2 separate regions of the Capsicum annuum genome follow, and region 1 is linked to region 2. Evidence: chromatin contacts called from public Hi-C data. All regions are on one chromosome and are shown on one strand. Each heading gives the region's core, a stretch centred on a gene start, on an enhancer-like site or on the middle of the called end of the contact. The rest is flanking DNA. Distances are from core to core; before and after follow the strand shown. Region 1 has its middle 19 kb from the start of LOC107870461. Region 2 holds the start of LOC124898446.

Region 1 (5,145 bases), core at 2,421-4,920, 48 kb before region 2:
TCCACTAAGCTTTACTATGGTGAGAATACCTTAGGAATATTCCCTCATTAGTCCTTGCACCAAATTTTCCTAAATTATTTTTTCCTTTATTATGAATGAAACACTTGCAGTTAAAGGTTCTAAAATGAGAAATATTTGATTTTCTTCCTTTGAGTAATTCATAGGGAGTCTTCTCTAGAATGAGTCTAATCATGCATCTATTCATAATGTATCCAGTAGTGCTTATGGTCTCAGCCCAAAGATTTTTTGCAAGATTCCCTGCAAGGATCTTTTTTCTAACCATATCTTCCAAAGTCCTATTTTTTCTTTCTACTACTCCATTTTGTTGTGGTGTTCCAGGAGCATAGAAATATGATCTATACTATTTATTGAACAAAATTTCAGAAATTTTACATTTTCAAATTCTGTACCACGGTCTGATCTTATGAAAATTAAGGAAGTGCCTAACTTATTTTCTATTTTTTTTAGGAAGATAGAAAATACATCAAAAGCATTTCTTTGAAAGCCAAAAATAGTGTCCAGGTAAACTTGAAATAGTCATCCATAATAACAAAAACATACCTTTTTTTTGCCTCCTCTACTTTGTACTTTCATTGGTCCATAAAGGTTCATATGGACGGTCGAGACACTTGGTTGTATTGACATGGTTTTTAAATTTGAAAGATCTTACCTACTTCCCTCTTACACAAGCACTGCAAACTTTCTCTTCTTTGACCTTGACTTTGGACAAGCCCAACATCATGTCTTTAGAATTTAGTTTGTTCAATTACTTCAGACTTGCATGTCCAAGTCTTTTATGTCAAAGGAAAGGTGTTTTATACCTTTTAGGCTCGAAGGGTTGAAAAATATTATTATTGACCTTTTCAACTATTTCAAAACTTGAAATAATTTAAGGAAATACAGAGTCTCCACTTAATTTTTTAAGAAAATATTAAGAAAAACTAAAAATATTTTTAAGACTTGAAAACAGAAACAAATCCTTAAAATTAGAGAAAATGGGTAAGGATTCAGGTAACGCCTTGAGAAGGTTTTTAAGGCAATCAAGAGCACTCGTTAAAAATGGTTGACCAAAAATAATTTGACTGAATTGTAAAAATGATTAGTTTTGAAAAATATGGCTAAACTTTGTAAAATCTTAAATCCATTTGCAAACATGACATTTATTCCATTTATATGAAAAAATAGTTCATTTAATTTGAAGCAAAATTCTTCTGATAAGAAGATTAAACTAAATTCAATTCATTTATCAAATTAAGAGAAAACCAATAATTTCACAAAAATGAAAAGAGAGAGATTTTACTAGAAACATTCATTTTTTTGGAATAAAGTAATCATCAATTTGAACTAGTTGTGAAAAGTTACGACTTTTACATGAAAGATTGATTTTCATATTGTGGAGATTTCTCTTTTACTTTTATAAACTACTTTAAGACATTAATGAAATAAAATGCCATTTCAAAATTTTAAGGATTTCGTTCTAAGAGGAAACAATAACAAGAATTCACTGTTTATTGATTCAACTATTAAGCTTTGTGACAAGTGATAGTTTAAGATAAAATATAAAGATAAAGCAAAAATAACAATTCAAATGGGAAGTTTATTAAGGTTAACCAAATTTAAGAATTTAATAGAACAAATAATCAAATATGACTTATACAAACTAAATAAAGAAAAAAGTTTGGGCCTCTTATCTGGCCCATTTTCTAAAAGCTGTCCAGATTTGGATTAATGGATTTGGGTCCATTATCAATCTGTATATCAACTGTATACTACATGCTTTCTTCCCGCGTTTTTGTGTATCTATGTGTACATGACCGTGTCATGTATACACATCTGTTTTCCCTTCACCCGCATATTAACTTTCCATTTCTTATTTTTCTCCCCATAATGCGTGTATACTCGATGTATATTGCTGCAAATCAGTCTTTTTGGGGACTTAAACATGGAGTTGAACTCGAAGAAAATGCAAGAGGGGAGTCCCTTGGACTCAAACCATGAGGGGTTCATGCAACAAAAGAGATGAGAATTAGTAAGAGAGGTTGAGAGTGAAAACATTATCTAAAGTTAACAGACAAAACAATAGTCCTTTCTTAAATTGGCTTAAAGTATCAATCCGGAAAGCAACATAATCAATTAAACTCTAAAGAGAAAAAATATATGACAACAAGTAAGACATGTTTATAACTTAGATGTTTATGTTGAAACACAAAGGTAGAACAAATTAATCCACATTCCACATAAGATAAAAAATATCACATCTTTATGAGAAAGTCCAAATGAAGCCCAAAATGGAAACAATAAATAAGTTGCTAATATTACTTCCATTGTATTAACCTGATTATGACAAATACATACAAGAATTTATAATCATATGTCAGGAAACAACAACTGGACATATTAACGAAACAAATAAAATGTACGGAGAGGGGAGGGAGCATGCCATTATTTCTGGGAAGTTGACAGTCACAGAAAACTCATTCATGATTTGATCATACATATCCTAGACAGGACCATTTAAGTATTATATTCATATGAAATCTAACACTGATGGTCGAGAAACGAACAACCACATGCCGCAAAATCAAATATCTGGGAACTTTATGGGTCATCTGGAAGCCTACACGTATTTATACACATACAAACCAGCCTACACATGTAATTTAAACACAAAATAACATATTATATAGTTCCAACAATGGGGAAATTCACACACAGTTGGGATCCAAGGACAAACTTTTATAACTCCAATTGTCAACTCATTATCTTTTCAAAAGCACATTCAATGAACTTTCAGGAAAAAGAAAAAAAAGACAGACAATCTGTAATACGCTTGCACAAGAACATATATTCATAGCAGAATTATGCACACAATAAAAATACCTTAACTTCTTAGTCCTGGTTTCAAATTTTTTCCAGTTAGATGAACAATAACAATGTCACTCTTAATAAGGCTAAACTAAGATAGATTTCAAACCAACAAACAACTGATATATCGATAACATCATTCAAACACAAATTCCTATCGCCTTCAAGGCGTCTATAACAAATAGTATCATTCTTAATTTTAACAAAAATTGCTGCTAACGAAAAGAAGGGGACGAAGGAAAATCGACATATTAACTAGAGAGTGAGTTTACCTTTTTTAGGGCAGTAAACTGAAATTTATGAGCTCTTCATCAGATTATTCCTTCACACCACTGAAAAACGAACTCAATTTCTTATCTTAGAATTTTGAGCTCAAATGATTCTTATTAAATTTATCAGCACTGAAATCTTCGGTCTTAGCAAAATTTCATGCTTTTTGACCTCTCCAACCTTTTTCTTCAATGAGAATAGTAGAGTATTTATTTATACAGATATTTGGAATGGGATTTCAAAGAAAACAACAATGTGGGATAAGGGACTTTGAGGGACGTTTTTGGTAGTTTCAAAAGGGAAAAATTCAAATTTCGAATTAGGGATAAGCTTGTGACATGTATTTGGTAAGAGATCGTACCACCCCTTCCTTGAATCGGATTGAAGGGCGACCTGGATGTTTCTAGAACGTTGTACGTGCTATCCACGTGAGAATCACGTGATACTTAGAGAGAGAAGATTAATTAGATACGAGAACAGGAATTTTAGGTTAGGATTCAAAAGATGAATCCCAGATATTGAAGCCGCTGATGTTGTTGTCGTTTATGCATTTGTTTTTGTCTGATGAAGTTGCTGGCTATTGGACGTTGTTTGACTATTGATGGTAATTTGGTATCGGGTTTGCCGTTGTTGAAGTTGTTTTGTCGGGTAAAAAAGGAAAGGAATCAGAGTTGGGTCGGGTTGGTGTGGTGGTTTTTACTGAAACAAATGGGCATGGGGTAATTTTTAAGAAATGGGAGGGTAGAGATTAGAAATGGGCATTTATTAAATGAAAAAATTATATAAGTCAACACCTTAACTTTTCTATATTATTTTAAATACCATCTTACTAAATATATTACAAAAATTCATTCTAACTCATAAAACCCTAATATTTGCTGATACATTATAACTCACCCTATTGTTGTGCCTCCTGCTCCTTAAAACTCTCCCAAAATCATGGTAAAATATCTGATAAATTTATCAATTCAACAATTACAATCGTGTTATCAACTTACCATCCACTACTTCAATATATTCAAATTTCAACTTCCAATTACAACCTCTATTAACTTTTTTCCTCAAATTTATTTGGAGGTTAATTTGTTTTCATAATTTTTTTTACAACTTTGTTAATTTATTTTCAAATTTACAATCGTAATTAACTTTTTTCAAAATTTTAAATTCTCCATTAACAATCGTGTTAATTTATTTTCAAATTTACAATCTCCATTAATCTTTTTCTTCAAATTTATCCGAATATGAAGAAGAAATTACGGGAGGCTACTGATAGTAGTCATAAAGTCTATTGTTGTATCTACAAAGTAGAAAAGAAAGTTAGTTACAAAAAGAAACCATTTATCAAAGGTATGAATTACATGTTTTGAAGTGAATCCGATACATAAATTTAATGTATTGAGACATTGCATGCTTTCCAATACATACTGAAATTTACATGTGATTTAGGTTCTTTTTTAATATCTGATACATTCACTTTACTGAGTTTGATACACAATTCTAAAGTTTCTGATACATAAGAGACATTGCAGGTTTTCTGATACATACTAATATTTATATATGTTTTGGTTCTTGTAAACCTGATACATTAATATGCCGAGTACATATATCTGATTTTAATGACATATTGCATTATTTTATGATACATAATAAAAAATTGCATGTAATTTGGGTTAATTTACACTTGATACATTCAACATACTTATTATGATGCGTAAATCAATTTTTAAGAGGTATATCATTATATCCGATACATACTAAATTTTGAAATTGTTATGAATTATTTTGCAATCAATATATGCAAAATATTGGGTACAACTGATACATATGTATTGTATTTATTGTTCATCTAAAACTACATGGTGTATCTTATGTATCATCATCAATTATATGTTTTGGATTAGGTACATATAAGTTTTTCTGACATTTTTTGTTGATTTAGTTTTGTATTTTTTGCACATTTTGATTTTAGAGCATTTGGGAGAATTATGATTGGAGAGTGTTAATTATGGT
Region 2 (4,841 bases), core at 154-2,653:
GTTTGTCTCCAATCCTCCAGCTTATCATTAACACCTTGACGCAACTCATCAATCAAAACTACATCATCCGTAAAAAGAATATACTAAGGCACCTTGCCTTGTATACTCCGCGTCAATATATCCATCACCACGATAAATAAAAACGGACTAAGAGTCGATCCCTGGTGCAACCCTATTAAGACTAGGAAATGCTCAGAATCTCCTCCCACCATCCTGACTCAAGTCTTCGCCCCCTCGCCTCCAAGTATCTCCAAAGAACCTCCTTAGGGACCTTGTCATACGCCTTTTCTAAGTCAATAAACACCATGTGAAGATCTCTCTTTCTCTCTCTATACTTCTCTACTAGTATCAGCACTAGGTGAATTGCCTCAATCATCGAGCGATCAGGCATAAATCCAAATTGATTCTCCAAAATAGACACAATCTTCCTTAACCTCCGCTCCACCACCCTCTCCCAAATCTTCATCGTGTGACTCAACAACTTAATATCCCGATAGTTGTTGTAACTCTAAATGTCACCCTTATTCTTATATAATGGAATCATCGTGCTCCATATCCACGTCTCAGGCATTTTCACAGACTTGAAAATATTATTAAACATGTTGGTCAGCCACCTCAACCCTGCCTGCTAGAAAACTTTCAAAAATCCATCGGGATCTCTTCGGGCCCTGTCGTCCTGCCCCTTTGCATCTTACGAATAGCCTGTCTGACCTCCTCAACTTTAAAACGCTGATAATAGCAAAATCGCGACACTCCTCGGTGTGCTCCAACTCCCCTAACACAACACTTCTATCCCTCTCATCATTCAAGAGCTTATGAAAATACGATTGTCATCTTTTCTTAATGAGGGCGTCCTCCACCAAAACTCTGTTATCCTCCCCCTTAATGCACTTCACTTGGTCCAGATCCTGACCCTTCTGTTCTCTAGCCTTGACAAGCCTAAACAACGTCTTTTTCCTACCTTTCTCCACTAATCCCTTATACAAACTCTCAAAAGCTACTGTCTTAGCAGCTGTAACTGCTAACTTAGCCTCCTTCTTAGCTAACTTATACTCCTCCATGCTTACCCGTTTCTCATCTTTATCCTCACTCTCTACCAACTTAACATAAGACGTCTTCTTCGTCTCTACCTTCTTCTTAACATCTTCATTCCACCACCAATCCCCTGGATACTGGCCAGACCAGCCCCTTGAGACACCCAACACCTCTCTAGAAGACTCTCTGATGCATCCCACAGCCCTATCCCATATACTATCCACGTCCCCCCTACCCTCCCAAACCCCTATCCCCTTTAACTTCGCCCCTATCTTCAAGGCACTAACTGGAGTCAGGCCACCCCACTTAACTCTAGGTTGACCCTCTCCACCCCGTCGCTTCATACCCTTCTTGATAACCAAGTCCATCACCAAAAGTCTATGCTGGGTCATAATATTCTCGCTCGGGATTACCTTACAATCCTTACACATTGCACTATCCCCCTTCCTAAGCAGCAAAAAGTCAATCTAAGTCTTGGCTAGCCTACTACGCAAAGTAACTAGATGCTCCTCCTTCTTCGGAAAGCTGGAATTCACTACCACTAACCCAAAGGCCCTCGCAAAATCTAAAAGAGCAGCTCTCTCAATATTTCTATCCCAAACCCGAAGCCTCCATGCACATCATCATAACCCATCGACAGAGACCCGATATGCCCATTAAAATCCTCCCTATGAAAATCATTTCTGAACTAGGCATGCCCCTTACCACCTCGTCCAAAACCTCCCAAAATCTCTTCTTCTCCTCTTCGTCTAAGCCCGTCTTAGCGCATACACACTACAGATGTTCAAAGAAGACCCTCGAATCAACTTGATAGTCATCACCCTATCACTAACCCTTTTAACCTCCACTACCTGCCCTCTAAGCTCCTCGTCCACTAAGATACCTACGTCATTCCTACGCCTCTCACTACCAGAGTACCACAACTTGTACCCATCTACATCCCTAACCTTTTGGAACATTAATTAGGATGAAGAAGTGTCGTTAAATTAATTAAGTGAAAACGATTGCGAAAGATTTGATTTTTTACAAACATAATTCATTTATTCACAATAATATTTGGGCCATTTGCTCTATTTTTTCAGCCGAAGTAGCAGCCCCCAAAAAAAAAACTCCTAACCCACAAATCCAATCCAACTAATTAATAGCCCCGTTAACCTAACCAGCCTAATAATCCTCACCTCTATCATTCCATCTCATTCCAACTCAACAAAACTAGCGTATCTTCCCTATTATCTACTAACGGCGACCAGCCTAGACCACTGGATAATAGCGAGTTCTGGTGTTCTTCACCTTTCCTCTCGTCTATCTTCTTTGTCACCTACGTTTCCATCGCTATCAAATCCCTTCCGTCACTCACTTCTTGTTGAACCCAAGGCTCTGCAATTTCTGAGAAGTGGGGAAAATTCAAGGACCTTCAGACTTTGAGGTCGTTATCCCTTTAAACCGATGGGTTCAAGCCTTATAGCTCCCAACCATCTCTTCTTCCCTACAAATCAGTCTGAAAAGGATAAACCTAAAAAATTCAATTTGCTTCCCAAGAATTCAAAATTTAACTTTGCCTTTATAAATACCAAGGTTCAAAGTCATTGTTGGACAGGATTTTTGGATTGGAGATAGAGAAACAAAAAATAACTTCTCCTTGCACGGGCCACAGATTCTAACTTTCTTTCATTTCGGAAATTATTCATGTGAAGTTCGAATCCGGAGTTTGAGTTTCAAATCTTGACGACGGGTAAGCCCTAGTTTCCTGGCCCATTCAAGGTAAACGCTATCCTATCTTAATTACGTTGCACTTAGTTTGTTAATCCTTTATCATGTGGTTAGTCGAGATGATAGCCGACTGGCTCAAATTATAAAAATCTGAAATGAAAAGGCTTTATGGATTTGAGATCACGTGTATTTGCAACTTGTGAATTACTGAGTATATCCTACCGCGTCTAGTCACATTATGTCCAATTTTGGCTATTTTGTTGATTGGCTGAGTGTGTCATTCTTGTGTGGCTAATCATGAACATAAAAATGTGAAATGGAAATAGTTTTCTAGTCCCTATTAGATTGACTGTTTGTGAAATATTTACGACATGAGATTTAGTTCGAACTAGCTCTATGAGGTATGAGGGCATATGTGTGGTTAACTGTCCATTATAAGATTATTGCTATGTTGGTTTGGATGTTCTGATCATAGTAATAGCAACTTAGTTTTTTCCCTGCTTGGCTATGTTTTTACAATGCATTAGCAACCACTAAACTAGTATGATGAGGCTTTAAAGGTTAAAACACAATTACACCAAGTTGTTTATTTTGACTACACGAACACGTGGTCTGGTTACATGTTTGACCAAGGTGCTGCTGCTTCTCTGGAAATCGAGCTCAAGGACATGTTTGTCTCTTTAATTTTTTTTTTTTTTTTTTTAAATTGTGTGTTTAAAGAAAAGGCTGGTTTGCACCTAAGAGTGTGAAATAATGTGAAATTCCTCTTTATTCCTTTGCTTTTGGCCTGCTTTTCGCTTCAAATTGTTTATGTGAATCCATGAGTTTCATAGTAGGATCAGCTATTTCTAGCCATTTTTTTTAAAATTGAGGATGTGAGAATGAGCTTCCTTTTGTTTCAAGCTAATCACCGCGGGGATGTGCTTGTCTTTTAATGGGTAATAACATGTTGGTTTAGAGTTAATAACATGGCCGGGGGGAGGTTGTGCTTAAATGGAAAACGTAGGCTATGTTAAGTCTATTACGTAAATTCATCCTTTGTGTCACTTCCATTTTCCTCCCCTTCCTCTCCTTACACTGAATTTGTGGACATGTGAATTGTTTTGAGTTTCAAGTTTATGCTGAATCATTCTGTCATGATTTGTTCGTTACTCGTCCCCCTTGCTTGTCACTATGCGACTGCTTATGTGTAAACATGTGGTATATGTGATTCATATCGGATATGGATTTAATCAATGTCAAAAATAGTATAAAACGTAGCACCAAGAATTTGAATTTGGTTTTCTCATCGTTTCATACTCACAAATCATTTGTTCGGTGAATTTTTAATAAATATGTTAGCTTGTGTATAGTCCGAAGTTATCATTTTAAAATCAGGAGCTAACCCCACCCTATTACGCATTCTTGATCCTTTTGAAACATAATCGTTACTTAATCTCCTTTAGATTCAGAAAAACTACTTTCTTTCCCTGTTTCTTCCATTTATAATATGTGAACGTGTTTATATGTATTGGCTGGTTGTACATTACTGATCACAAAGTTCATGAACACGCTAATCTAATTCGTCTGAGTTTTCAAATGTATATAACTAATTGTTTAAGGGCAGTTTGCTGTCAGTTTTGAATATTCAGAACATGGTAAATAGTGACTTATCTACGTGTTGTTTTGTTTTTGTATGTTGATAAGGTTCTGACAGCTTTCTAATTTTGTATGAAAAAGGGTTCTAAAGGATTTCAAAACCCTAACATGTCCGGTTTGTCTAGTATAGTATCCATGTGCTCATTTAGCTTAAAATAGTTTTTTCTTTGTAAAGTTTGAAGTTTTAAGCACAATAGTTGTCTATAAACTTCTGTTTCTAAAGCATGCTTTTTGGGGCTGTTTTTAGCATCTGATCTGAATATTTCCCTTTGAATGTTGCCGCAATCATAGTTACTTATCTACTTGGTTACACACCCAAGACATTTTTAGCCTTTGACTTAGAGTGCAAAGCGTTTCCAAGGTCTTAAACTTTTAGGAAAAGTTAGCCGTTTTTCTTAAGATCTTCCCATATTTATTTTAAGTGTTTGCACATAATATTTGTCATTTCAATGCAGTTG

What was found. Hi-C and Micro-C count contacts between places; a contact is called where the count stands out from the background.
Region 1: a Hi-C map of leaf shows a contact between it and region 2, with 1.6 times the contacts expected there. The contact joins the enhancer-like site here to the promoter of LOC124898446 in region 2. A contact is called at or near these places in 3 of 5 Hi-C or Micro-C datasets (leaf, pericarp and placenta).

Annotation. Positions count from the first base shown.
Region 1 is chr5:24,213,571-24,218,715 of UCD10Xv1.1, reverse strand. No RefSeq gene overlaps it. Among protein-coding and RNA genes, the nearest start is that of LOC107870461, 19 kb to the left of the region's middle. Within about 2 kb of position 3,670, at least 5 of the 5 cell types and tissues checked have an H3K27ac peak or open chromatin away from gene starts, as enhancers often do. A contact at or near this core is called in leaf and pericarp, where this site is marked.
Region 2 is chr5:24,163,970-24,168,810 of UCD10Xv1.1, reverse strand. It overlaps LOC124898446, which reads right to left and starts at 1,403. Exons shown (of 2, transcript XM_047412095.1): 1 at 892-1,403; 2 at 640-775. The coding sequence starts at 1,403. The coding sequence ends at 640.